Linked DNA regions of Mus musculus: region 2 is linked to region 1. The links are chromatin contacts, called in public HiChIP or PLAC-seq maps. All regions are on one chromosome and are shown on one strand. The core of a region is the stretch at or near the end of the contact, and the rest is flanking DNA. Distances in the headings are between cores, read along the strand shown.

The links. HiChIP or PLAC-seq counts read pairs in DNA pulled down with a chosen protein or histone mark.
Region 2: an H3K27ac HiChIP or PLAC-seq map of CD8 T cells shows a contact between it and region 1, with 15 times the contacts expected there. The contact joins the enhancer-like site here to the promoter of Tab2 in region 1. A contact is called at or near these places in 7 of 39 promoter capture datasets (the C10 cell line, the HPC-7 cell line, cranial neural crest and 3 more), 5 of 484 Hi-C or Micro-C datasets (cerebral cortex, liver, nephron progenitors and 1 more), 23 of 115 datasets of contacts at active chromatin or transcription factors (CD4 single positive thymocytes, CD8 T cells, DN3 thymocytes and 15 more) and 3 of 9 other capture datasets (embryonic stem cells, liver and macrophages).

Annotation. Positions count from the first base shown.
Region 1 is chr10:7,951,849-7,959,022 of GRCm38.p6, forward strand. Tab2 (TGF-beta activated kinase 1/MAP3K7 binding protein 2) reads right to left here and starts at 4,275. Exons shown (of 7, transcript NM_138667.3): 1 at 3,953-4,275.
Region 2 is chr10:8,090,645-8,097,535 of GRCm38.p6, forward strand. No RefSeq gene overlaps it. Among named protein-coding and RNA genes, the nearest start is that of Gm30906, 82 kb to the right of the region's middle. Within about 2 kb of position 1,352, at least 24 of the 459 cell types and tissues checked have an H3K27ac peak or open chromatin away from gene starts, as enhancers often do. A contact at or near this core is called in CD8 T cells, where this site is marked.

The sequences.
Region 1 (7,174 bases), core at 3,025-5,524:
TTCAAACAAGGGTGGTAAATTCCAGAATTTTCTACTGAGTCACAAAGTAGCTTTCTAAAGTACTAACAATAGGAAATCCCTACTAATTGAAATTCTGTAACAATTTGTAATTCTGAAGCACAAATACAATTTTGTTTCCAAGTTATAAAGGATATTCTTAGTCTAAGAAAAAAATGTCACTGGATAGTTCTATTTTCTGAAATCAAGACTGGTACTCGCTGCAGAGCTGAGGTCAAACAATGCCCACTGCTCAGCCTCCATGCTTTCTTTCCTTGTGTTTTCCCCAGACACATTTTACTCACTCATTACATCTCTACCTATAAACTATATGAGAACAATTTTGTCTGTGTTCAGTGTACTACATCTTCAGGATTTAGGTGTCCCAGACACTACAAGCAGTGCTTAATAAAAACTTGAGAAGTGAATGAAAACTTGGTACCCCGTAGGGATTTGATGCTCAGTAGCACGGCTCTCATTCCTAACCAGGACACTATGTGTATAGTAAAACTTCTGCAATGGAACTGCTGATTAATATGAGGGAGGGCAAGGACATACCTGTAAGCACTGCATTGAGGTCAGCGCTCAAATCAAGACCCCATCTCAAACAAACAAACAAAATGAACAGGGTCAATAAAATAGTCACATTCAGCAAAACTTTATTTATCAAACACCACTGGGAGATAGAGATAGGGATCTACATAAAGTTTTGAATTAATGTACTTTTAAACTGGCAAAACCTAAAAAATATCTTACAGAAATCTTCAAACATCAACTTGTCAGCTAACAATCCTCAGAGTCAAGAAAATCTAAGTGAAATATGTAATTCCCTCCCATTTCCTTCAAAAAACAAGACTAGTGTGGGTAAAGCACCACTTGTAATAAACAGGCTGCTCTGAGATGAGGATACTCAGAAAATGACAGAGTCTTCCCCTTAATACTGGCCTCTGTTACCAAGCTCACAGCTGAGTTTAGTGATTAACCAAAGAGAATGCACAGTACCTAGCAACTCCGGGAGTACTTAGGGCTTGCCTTTCTGAGTAAGTGTGTATTCTTGACTTTTTAAGGGTCAGAATAATTTGGACATAAAATTTTAAAATACTGGCAAATACTTAGGGGACCATAAGCCAGAGGTCAATAATGTGAACATATATTTAATTTTCATTTTATTTCAGTATCTCCAAATCTCTTACTATCTGAATACAGTGTTAAGTGAAGACACACACAGCTTGTGAGCACCCATCAATAGAAAAAAACTCTCCTCAATGCAGTCCAGCAGTTACTTTGCTATACTTGGCAGCCATCTACTCCCCACACTTCCATATTCCTGCAAACTGCTCATCCAATCCTTTACTAGCATCTTCCTCGGCACACCTGTCTCTATTATCGCATAATCCTGATTTAAAGAGTTCTTATTAAAAGAAAGACAACATAAGTCAATCAAAACAAAAAGCATTACTTCTGTTCTCTGAGGCATGTGATATAATGAAATGTAAACGTTACTCTATGATTTATAATCTACATTATAAATATTTCCAGGAACTTTTAAAAATATAGGAAGGCAAAACTTCTTTTCTAAAGTATCCTGATATTCATAAAAATAAGCATTTAGTGTGTGTGTGTGTGTGTGTGTGTGTGTGTGTGTAACTTCAGGGTTAGAAAACCCATCCTACTGGAGCTTTACTACCGCATGCCTCATAAACAAGCAATCTCTGCTATACTTTATGCTTAGTTCTCAAAATGAAGGTGGCTCACTGAACCAGTTCTTTGGGAATTTTCCTTACATAAAAGAGGAATAAAACTTTTATTTCTGTCAAGGCACAAAGCCAATCATGTTAAGACCTTTGCCAGAGCATAAAACACTCAGTAGGGACATAATTGGGAGTCTGGGCAGTGCGCACCTAACTATGCAGAATTTGCCTCACTTAAATAGGTGTGGTAACTACACATCTTACCACAGCCTTGGCTAAAGGTAAGCACCTCTTTCCACAGCTGACTTAAAGTCTGCTCCCTGAGAAGCATTGTCATTTGCACCGTTGATCATTTCATCTACTTATGAATTATACAAACACAGGTTCTATTATGAGAGGTCACAGAGAACATTTTGAATAGTGGTATTTCCCAGTGTCCTTTGGAAACCATTCTAACTCAGAAAAAGCTATCTGATGAAACAAAAAGAAAGTTGAAGCAATGGCATATATTCAGTGGCTAACATAATAATTGCCATATTCAACTTTCAGTTTGATTCTTTAAGCCTGAAAACATAAAGCACTCTCTATTACACACTGGTGTAGGGGCAAGCAGAGGTTCTGAATCACTGGAATTTTTGTTCTATTTCCTGCTAATACACAGATAGTACCACCATTCAACATATTCATTCCACACACGTGTTAAAAGCTGCAGAAGCCTTCGTGGACTATCTGGATACTAACCCAACTCATGAATCTGACATTTTTTCCTAAGGATTGGAATTAAAGTAGCTAGCTAAAGCATATAGTAAAAGAAAAGGCAACTGTTCATTTATTAGAAATATGTATGGTTTCAAAAAGGTTTCAAGTTGTACAGTTTTAAAAGTAATCATGGATTCACCTTTACTAAGACATTAAGGATGCTTCTGAAAAGGCATCAAAACTCTTGCTGTACCAAGTGTGGTAAACAGTGATAACTAAAAGCCAAAACCAAAACCAAAACCAAAACAAACAAAAAAACCAAAAAAAAAAAAAAAAAACCAAAACAAAAAACAAACAACCCTCTTTTGTACCCAGTGAAATTCCTAGCAAAATTTGAAGCTGCTTCATGAGCAACATCTCCTTTGAGTAAGCTAGGACACAAAGCCATTCCTTTTATAAAATGGCAATCAACCTAACCCTACGATTTGGCACTTTACTAACTTACCCAGCACTGACAAAATGGATGCAAAGCTAGAGTGTCTGGCTGCTGCCTCGAATACTGCATTTGTGTCCAAGAACTTTCCAATGACTAGAAGCCCATTTACCAACAGCCTGCAATGCTTTTGGGAACCCGAACTTCACGGAGACTCGAATAAAAGCTCCAGGAGGCTGCAAGTCTCCACCACTCTCCTGAAAACCCCTCTTATCAGAAACATTTGAAGAATTCCTCCATAACAATTAAGCTGACTTGAATGGAAACTTAGCATCTCAAATATACTATATATGGAATGAAACTTGGCCAAACACGTAAATACAAACTCACACGCTCCCTGACACTTTCGGCCTACAATTATGAGCCAAGGATTCTACAGCATCAGCAACAGACAGATCCACCTGTCACCTGTCAGCAACACCCAGGGACCCTTGTTAAGTCTTCCTCTTCCAACCACTATCTCGGGGCAAGAAAATCAGAGTAGTCCTGTGGACTCTAAGGGGGCCCCAACCTCTTCACAGCGGGGCGTGCTGCCCATTTGGAAGAAGGCTGCAGACAAGCAAAATCGGAAAGCAAAGCGAGAGAGGTGCTTCCTCTTTACCCTGCACTTAACTTCCCCGGCTCTCCCTTAACTCGCGGGCCCCGAAGTCATCGTTATCCAGACCTGGGTTCCCCCAAAGGCGTCTGGTTCCCTCCCTCCCACTTCCAGATCACAGGCCTGGGGGCGGACCGGGGGCCAAGGCACCCCCACCCCCGGCTCTCTCCGGCGCTGGGCTCCGGGGCAGGCCCGGTCCCCCTCCCCCGACGCCCCGGAGCCCAGGCCAGGCCCCAGGCTCCCCGCCCCCACCCTCCCCGCAGGACTTGGGGGGCCTCCCTGCGCCTCGCCACCGCGGGCAGGACCCGGGCGGAGCGGCGGACGAAGGCGAGGAAGGCGCGGACGCCCCGCTAGGGCTTCGCGCGCCAGGCAGAGCCGGTCCCCGAGCCGCTGCAGGCGCGGGGAGCCGGGCTGGGGGTGGGGGGGGTGGGGGGTGGGGAGGGATCCCGCCGAGGCCCCGCAGCGCCGTCCGCTTACCCTTCGCCGCCGCCGCGGCTTCCCCCTCCTCCTCGTCCGCCGCCGCCGCCTCTCCCACTTGGGCAGCCGTCTCCCCCGTCGTCACCGCGGCCGCCGCCAGCGCCGATTCCACCCGGCAGGGGGGACACCTCAGCCCTCCCTCCCTCCCCGCTCGGCCCCCTCCGCCCGGCCGCCGCCAACTCCCTCCGGCCGCCGCCGCCGCTCGCGGCTGAGGGGGAGGGGAGGGGGTCGGCCTGGGGCGCCCCGCCGCCGGCGCCTGCCGCGGATCAAAGCGATGGCCGGGGCGGCGTCGCCGCGGCCCGCTGCTCGGCTCCGGCTCGCACGGCCGCCCTGCCTCCCTCCGCCCCCACCCCCCTGCCGCTCGCCTGCCCTCCCCCCACCCCCCCAGCTCTCGCTCGCTCGCCCGCTCGCGCCGCGGCTCCGCCAGCCCAGTCCGCATCAAAATACGGCCACACAATATGGCGGCGCGGCGGCCGGCAAACACCGCGAGATCTGAGGCGGCGGCCGTGACGAGGCCTCCCTCCGCCGGGTGGCGGGGATGCTCTGTCCACGCCCCACCTCCGCCAGCCGCCGTCCCCACTCCCGGCTCGCCGTGGCCGGAGGGGACGCGTCCCGGCGCGGGCTGAGGAGGAGCACGCGGGTCCCTCACGCTCGGACGGGGAGGGAGGGAGGGAGAGAGAGAGGAGCCGAGCGGTGCGCGCGCCGCCGAGGGCCTCGCGGCTCCGGAAGCGGGTGGCGGGCTGTGCGAGCAGGGCGAGCCGTGCGAGCCGGCGGCCCAGCTCGGGGAGACGGGCGGGACCCTGCAGGCCCTGACGGGCCGCGGGGCAGGTGGGCCTGAGGCGGAGGCGAGCGCCGGGCCTGCGGGGCTGCGGGGCCGCGAGCCGGACACACCCCCTTGGAGCCGGGCCGCGCCCAGGCCGCGAGCTACCGGGTGACCCGGGAGGGACGGCGGGTCGGATGGAGACCGGGCGGTGCGGGACGCGTCCTGGAAGCCGCGGGACCCGAGCGGAGTTTGGCTCGGCCGCTGGACTTTCCTTGATCAGCAGTGGGGGCCCGCAGAGAGAACGATCTAAAGAATCAAGCGAGTCGTTGCGATTGTAACTGCACGTTCCTAGAAGACCTAGAAGCAGAGCCAAAGACACTTTAGCTTCGAGGGGAGACGCGGGGGAGGGGACACTTCTGGTTTCTATCTTCTTAAAGATGTGCTTCGTTTTCCCTCGGGGTGGGGTGGGGTTGGGTGGTGGTGGTCAACGTTCAGATGTTTCTCACAATGTAAAATATTTTAAAATCTTGGCGGTTTCATATGGCAAAAAAAAAAAAGGCTTTTTTTTTCTTCTTCTTGACCCTGTCCAAAGTGTGCATATCGCTGCCAGTTTCTTCCTTGAAGAAATTCATACTACCGAAAAAAATCCGGAAGGACTATTTTTATTATTCTGTTATCAGTATAAGCTCCATAGGTGCTTATTGCTTATTGTTTTTAAAGCCCCTTTTTTAAACACTTAAAACCCTTTCACTTCCTTTTTACACTCAGTTTTACAAAGTACCTGAAATATTGGGGTTTAGCTCTACTTAAAAACTTTTAGCCCGCCAGAAGTCAGAGTGCTAATGATTTACAACATTGGAACTTTTAAATTTTTCTCTCGGTTGACATTAAGAAAGTAAAAGTATATACTTTGAAAAAGTGTTTTTTCTGTGTTCGAAGTAAAAGTAAATTATAATTCACATAGTAGATGCTGTTTTCATTAATTCACAGTAACAGACGCCATTGAGCCCTAATACTACAGTTCTCTGAGGAATTATTTCCATAGTCAGTGTAATGATTTTAGATAAATTGAAGAAATTATTAAATAAACAGTACTTCTCTTAAACTGAGGCACAATTCGAACATATACTGCTGAAATAATAGAAGTGGATTAAGAAAAAAATAGTTCCTGTTCAAAATTTGTTTTCTGAAATGTACGTGTACACATTTTAATAGAAATATATTTTCCATATAAACAAATGTAATGGGTTTGAGAAAAGGAAGAGAAGATATAATCGTACATCATTGCCCAAATTTGAAGAGCTTGGATCTCTAATGAAGAGAAAGCCCCAGATAGCTATGTAGAGGAAAACTCTATGAAAGAACTAATGCCTTTAAAAACAAACAAACAAAAAACAAAACAGAACAAACCCCTTCTGGGATCTTGTAAGAATCAAAGATCGCAGATTAAAGGATGCTAAAGAGCATGACATCCTAATGCGACATGAGACCCCAAGGCGGATCCCTTGCTGGGAAAGAAAAGGTTACAAAGTAGTTTGTATTGGGATAACTGGGTAAAGTTAGGTAAAGTTAGGACTACAGAGACAATGTAAGTATTATGTTATCTTTAACCTTCTGAAATTTGTTCTTCATTACAATATTCTTAAACACACTGAAGGGTTAAAGAGGTAAAAGAACACAATGTATAAAACTTTACCCATGTGGCTCAGAAAAAAAAATATGTATATTCTATATGCTTTTTCTGTGTGGATGTATACTTCCTATCTGCCATACACATACAGAGAGTGGTGATAAGTTTTAAATATTGGTAATTAGAAGCATTTTAAAAGTCATATTTGATGAATCTAGGGCATTTGTAGTGTCTCAAAATGTTTTGAAAGTTTGGTTATGAGCTTGGCCTTTATCGGGTAACATCTGCCCGGTTCTCAAAATCACTTAAGCCTAAAAGATCTTGCAATTTCTGATAAGTTTGACACTATTTCAAAACAAATACTTTTAGAAAGCCAACCTGGGCTAGAGATGCATTGTAGTGCTAGAACACACACCTGTGAGAGGCCCTGGGCTTCCGCCTCAGCACAGCAGTAGCAGCAAAATAGAGGAGGCCTTTCAACTCCTAGGGGCTTCCTTGGCTCAGCAAGGGGAGGCATTTAATGCGCTCCAGATAGATGGTCCCTCCTCTTATTTTCTCCCTACAAACAAACTGGAGGTTTGGCTTATCTGGGTATGTTTTCTAACATTTTCAGTCTATTTGATTTGGAACATAAATAACTAGGAATGTCTTTATATAGTTGATAATTATGATTTCTGTTTATAGAATTGGTGGATAGTCCCCTCTAGCCACAAGACTAATGAAAATAAGGGCAGACTGTGTCTTCCAAGTATTCTTTGTAGTAGCTACAGGAAACTGGATAAAATTCAATTCGCCATTCAGAACATTTTAATGTGGTTTTGTGCTTTCT
Region 2 (6,891 bases), core at 102-2,601, 140 kb after region 1:
GTGGGTCCATTCTTGTTCAGAAGGAAGAAAATGGGTTTCCTGCTGTTCTCTTAGCTTCTGCTATCTGCCTGCAATCCTGGTGGAGCTTGGCTTGTGCTACACCCCTCCAACCTCCTCCTTTGTCTTTATTCTCTCTGTGTGTCTGTTTCCCCTGTTGTAGACACTACCCATACTCTCTACGGTCTGTCTCGTCCTAACTTATATTGTAATTATATCTGAAGACTCCATTTCTAAACAAGGTCACAGAATACTGTCTTGATCACGGTTCAATCCACATCGAGCCTTTTTCCAGAGAAGCACTCTCATCTCAGCTTGCTTAGCCTAGGATACATCTGAGGTGCTACCTGGCCCCAGTGACTATTTAGACATCTGTGACTAAGGTGAACACAAAAAAGGAAATGTATCAATCATTTTTCCCTCCCATGGCAAAATGGCCAAGAGAATTAATTTTCGCTGACTGAAGGCTTGTTTTGGAAAATTTCCATCTATGGTCAAGGCTGTGGTGCAGTATCTATCACCTATAGCAAGAAGTGAAATTGCTTATCGTATCCCTAACAAGGCAGGAGAGAGAGAGAGAGAGAAAGAGAGAGAGAGAGAGAGAGAGAGAGAGAGAGAGAGAGAGAGAGAGAGGCGCCAAGGTTCCACAATCCTATTCGAGGGCATGCTGTCAAAGACCTAAGACCTTTCCAGAAGACCTCCACCATGCAAAGGCTCTACCACTGTCAAATAGTGCGGTAGGCTAAGGGCCAAGTCTCAGCTGTTGGGGAGATACTCGATCCATAGCAGGAAGCACATTGAAAACAAGTCACTAGCCTCTGAGGACAGAAGCCTAATAAAGTTGGCTTTCATGGGGGCCACACTCTGCTCACTGAGGACAGACTTTAGCCTGACTCAGACTGTAACTCTCTTTTTGAGAAAAAGTGACTTCCTGTCCCAACTCTCCAATCCCCAGTCTACCCCCCTGCCCCCTGCCCCCAGCCACTGTCAGCTTGCTTCTAACTGAATTTTTCTAAATCCCCCTCTACCTTGTGACCTTTCAGCCATTTATATGCTGACATATTTTTGTGGAATTTCTTAGTTTGCGTGCTGATTTGGGCTGTGTGTCTGGCTCTCCTCAAAACTCAAATGCCCTAGTGTGAAAGTAATGGGGCCTTTAGGGAGTGATAAGGGTTTGTGTGTAGGGGGTGTGGGTGTGGAAGTGCACTTTACTAAGGGGCTCTTTAACCTAAGCCACCTTTTCTGCTCAAAATTGGAAGCTTACTTTCAGGAATGGGGATTCCCTAAGGCTGCCCTTCTCTTTCTAGGATATAGCTCCCACCAGATCAGGGACCCCGTAGAACTCAAGCCAGGCAGCCTCTGTGGCTGCAAAGGTCTCTGATGAGCAGCTAGCTGGTGGGTAGGGCTATGCTGTGCCTCGACAATGCAGGGTGGATGCCTTTGTGGAGGAGAGGGTCCTAACATCAGTATGCTCAGCCCTATGCCCACAGCAGAAAGCCAGGAGAGCAGGCGTTTGTGTGCTCTTGTTTGTTCATTTTTAAGCTGCTTCATGGTAAACAGAGGCTGCCCACACTGGGCTCATAGATCTTTGCTGAGTCTGTTCTAACTCAGAGATGTAGCGGCCCCTCCTCAGGCATAAAGGAGCCTCTCTGCTCAAGTAGCTGACGTTGTAAGTACCACCCAGGGCTGCTTTTGAGTCTGGCAATGGATCAAAAATCTCTTTTCACCCTTACCCAGAGCAAGCGTCTCTGGTATATTTTAAGTTGGCACGGTTAGCAGAACCCGATTGCACTTCTGGATCAGAAACAGCCAGAGGTAATTTGGCATCCCACTCACCTTCCCTGGATCCCAACTGCTTCTGCAGCTCTTGCTACACTGGAAGCTTGTTTACAGTTAAATTGGACATGGAAATTCAAGCTACATCTCAGGGAGGTAATATGACACAGCCATACCAAATAGATGTATACATGTTTAAGTTGTTCACGGGGGAAGAATTTTTAATCTGCTCGTTTTAAAGAAAGCTCTTTGCATTGCAGGACAGGTTCTACATATTCCAGGCCTCCCACCAAAAGGAACCTCCAAAAGGAACCAGAATCAATAGTTTCAGATTACTAGAACCAAATAAAGCATAGGACACTTAACTTTTAAATTACATTTGTTAATTATTGGTTGACTGAGGGAGTTACAGGTTGGGGTTTGCATGTGCATGCCACAGAATGTATGTGGAGCTCAGAGGACAGTTTGAGGGTGTCAGTTCTCTCCCCCACCCTGTGATAGAAGGTCCCACGGATCAAACTCAGGTCACCAAGTTGATGTTAAATGCCCTCACCCACTAAGTCATCTCACTACCCCAAGCTCTGAATAGTTAATGAAAGTAAGCAATAAAGGTTGGAAAGGCAAGAGCAAGTTTTCATGGCCATTACCTCACCATCCAGGTGGCTCTCTTCAGCCTTCTGAGAGAAACAGAAAATAGAAGCAATAGTATGTACCCTCTCGGAATTCACCGTATAGTTGGGAGGTAAGATATAACTCTGGGGACATTATAGCAGTTCCCCGTTTTATAGGGGCAGGGTTGTTTCTAAGACCCCAGTGAAGCTGTATGAGACAGTACCAAGCCCTCTGTATCAGTCAGAACTTTTGATCTGGTAACAAATACCTAAGAGAGACAATCAGAGAGAAGGAACTATGTGTTTCAGAACTATACAGTTTCAGAGGTGCCGGGACTGTTTCTGACTATGTTGTTTCTGGTTAATGGGGGTGCAGAACCCCATGACAGCATGTAGCAGAACAAGCTGCTTACATCACTGCAGCCAGGAAGCAGAGACAAGAACACTCTCCCAGACGCCTGCTTTTTCCAAATAGCCCCGTGGCTAACGTTTCTCCCACCTCAATATGCTATCAGAGTATGCACCCAACTATGGATTTATCTGCTGATCAAGATAGAACTCTCACAGTCCAGTTGCATTTCAACATTTGGGCATCAAGCCTTTAACATATGAGTCTTTTGAATATTCCATATACAAACCATAACACCCCTGTAGACTGTAGGGTGTTTTCTATACATATAGACCAATAGTGCCAATTTTAATTTGTAAGCTAGGCTCAGTTAAATGGTGACTAATAATAAATATAATATCAGCTCTAACAAAAATTATATGAATGAGGCCTCTTACAATATCCTTTGGGGCACTCACTCACCTTGTGACGATGTGAGATGCTTCTATGCCTACAGGATGAGTTAAAGAGGCGAATGATCTTGGCTTTATGATGAACAGCGAGACACGTAAGGATCACTTGAACATACTGCCATACCACATTCATTAATCTGATAACCAACATAGCTACCAAGTGACATATGCGTGCAGGTTATGAACCAAGACCAAGTTTATACACGTGGCAAAGGGATGGATCGTATGCTGGGCAGGACTAAATGGGACTATGAAATTCCATTGTGCTCCTTTAAATGGTGTGCCACTTAAGGCATATTAGTTATTTCTGGAATTTCCTGGTTTGTGTTTTCAATCTGTAACTGACCATGGATAGTTGAAATGGTGAAAAGTAAAGTTGAGAAGGGAGGGGAACTATAACACATGTTTTTCACAGTATCTGTTAGTTTATTAGTTGATTTCTGAGACAGTGCCTCATCATAGCCAAGATAGGACTTGAACTTGCCTTGTAACTAAGCCAGGCCATAAACTCCTGAGCCTCTGTCTTCTACCACCTCACAGCTGGGGCCACTGGAGTGTGCTGTCGTACCCAGCTTTTAAGTGACATTTTAAGGAGATTTATTTTATAGTAATCTTCCTCAAGAGTAAATAGTCTGCCTTGAAAAGGGGAGGCTGTTGCTTGAATCCATGATGGTCAGAGAAGTAGGAAATAACTGAGGAAGTGAGTAGGAAGTTGGTGGGGGGGGAGGTGGAAGGAAGGGGGCTATTTCCAGATAGAGAGGAGAGAGAGAGAAAATTGATGAATTTGGGATGTGTCAGTTGTGGATGTAATATAAAGCTTAGTCACTCATTCATTTTTACAAATATTCAGCAAGAAATAGAACAAAAGTCTGCTCTTTGCTGCCTGAGCTTTGTAACAACTACTAAAGCCTGGGCTGTTCACAGCAGGGTCTGAACACATGCTTTATTAGGAAATTTCAAATACAATATCGCACACAGCTATAATAAGATGAAAAACTATGTAAAAGGCAAAATCTTAAAGACCAATTCTTATGATGTAATTTCTCGGATAGGATATATATATATATATATATATATATATATATATATATATATATATATTCACAGAAGGAAATATTTCTGTTTGCTCAGAGTAGCTTGAGCATCTCACAGGAAAGGAGTTCTTAATGAGAAAACAATCACACACACCTTTCTTCCTGAGCATTTTAATTCACTAGTGGGAACGCTGGCATTGGAGAGACCTTTGCCAAGTCTCCTCCGTCCTAAAAGCAGAGCTACAGAGGACTAAAAGCAGAGCTACAGAGGACTAAATCAAGCCTGCAGTTAACAAAGCTGGCAGTTCTGGACCGAAGGCTCTGCTTGCTCATGAGGGGCCGCAGGGATGAAGTAGAGATGGATACTCTTTCCGGCTTCTAGCAGGCAGATTGAACACAGGTCCCCCAGTCCCTGAAGCTTGCTTGGCAATCGCTCTCCTCCTTGGTCATCTTACAAATGGTTCACACACTGCTCTCTAGTCATACAAAGTAAAGTGAGGTGGTTGGAACTGCCTTCTTGATGTTTCCAGAAACTTCTGCCCATGGTATTATTGCCCAGAGATGACTCACTGGGGTCCAGCTCGACCCAGAAGGTATTTAGGCAATTTTTCCCAAAAGCTCAGGCTGACCAGCTTCAGTGCTCTGCCCTGACCCTGCATTTTAGAAGGGCATAAGATCACTGAGTTCCCTGAAATGTAAGCCCAAACCCAGAAGTTCATTTTTTTTCATGGCTGAATACACCCATTGTACAGCTGTGTATGTCTCTGTTGCTGTAGAGGATGCTGTAAAAGGCCTGTTTGTATATGCTAATCAGAAGGATGGAGTGTGGCAGAATTGCTAGTTCTGGAAAGGTAAAGACCAAGAAGCTAAGTTATCCAGGGCTCAGCCCAAGGAGCTTGGAGACCTGACAGCCTGACAGGCATCAGAGAAGATGGGAAGAGGTGAACAGAAGTAGTGAGAGACAAGCCACAGAGAAAGGGGGACTGAGGGTACAGGAGCGTCAATGCTCAGAGGCTCCCAGTAGAGAAGGGGTGAGAGGGAAGAGCTGGCTCTCTCTATGACGGTTTTCCCATGTCCATCTGCACTCCTCCCTGCTCCTGTCCCTCGTCCCCACCATGCTTCCTGTAGTCATTGTAGCTTTCATTTGCTGTTCTGATACTTTGACCTCTGGGGCCTTGCTGTTGCTGGAGGGTCTGCCTATCCCAGGGCTAGCTAATTCCTAAAGACAGCAAAGTCCATCCCCAGGAGCCCAGTTTTCCACTCCAAAGCAAATAACCCAGAGCCCACATTCCAGCAACCTCTTTTGTCAGGCTGTCAGCTTGGGGGTCATTATCCAGCTTCCCTGATCACCCAGGACAAAGGGCACAGGAAACTGGGGAGAGGCACCACAGTGACTCAGACTATCAAATACCTGCCCTGTCAGCTTCTTGCTGCAGAAAGCACCATACTGGCTTCTGTGTCCAGCCCCTTCCTCTCTGACTACCTCTTGACTGACCCTGGGGTTGGGGGTGAGGATTCCCTCAGCATCTTCTCGGGGCATAGGATGCTCTACCTCCTAAGGAACCTGACCTCTTCAGAACATGTTTTCAGATCATGACTTGCTGGCTGTACCATAATGAATAGCTTCTCCTTGTGCCTTCCACTAGTGACTTACTTCAGACCATAAATCAGTTAGATGAGACTAGACAGAAGATAAAGGTGGAGCTGATGGGCAGCAAAGGGACCTGGTGTAGAATCTGTCACTAGCAAAGTCTTAACTTCTGAGCCAGGACTACAATCAGAGCTGACATTCAGTCAGTGTCAGTCCATTTTGTATTGCTGTGACAAAATACTTGAGACTGTGTGCTTTGTTAAGAAAAGGGCTTGATTCAGTTTACAGTTTTAGAGACTGAAAGTTGGAAATTGGATAGATCCATGGTTTCAGCCTCTGGTGAGGGCCCGACAGCACCATCTCAACATGGCAGATTGCTTATAAAGTGGAACACTTCAGAGTGGCAAGTGATGGGCGCAGACGGGTGAGATCAAGAACTGACTGATAACAGGCTTTGTACCAACCTGCTCACACAACAACCAGTCCAGTCCTGGGACACTAACCTATGGGTTGTTTTCGGGGTAACCTATGTGACCTAGTCTCTTTCCATCAGCCCCAGCAGGATCCACCCCTTGAAGGTCTCATTATCTCTTGGTACTGTTCAGGCTTCCTTTGGGGACTAGCCATATATCTAGATCACTGCAGTCCAGACAGCAACAGGGACATCTTTCCATTGGGAGCTTGATGGTATCAGTCTCCTCCAGTGAGTGTCTCCCTGACATGGCAAGCATTCTCTTCTCTCTGCAAGACATTTAGCCCAGGGCAGGCTTTCCAGTCCCTGCTGCAGGAATGTGCCTGTTGTCCACAGTGACTACTCGGTGCCTGTTCTGTTCTTGTGAGGCGTCCACAATGTAACCATTGCAAGGCAAAAGGGCAGGAGGAGCTGCACTGGGCTCTCACCCCAACACAGGGTGAGGGCCAGTAAAATCAGGGTGTATGTGCCAGGCCTTCTGACAGCCTACTGAGGGATGAAGTGGGGGAGGGGGAGATCAAGAGAGGGAGAAGGGGAATTTCACTTCTGCCTCTCCTCTCCCCTCCCCTCTCTTCCCTCCCCTCCCCTTCCCTCTTTTCCCTTTCCCCC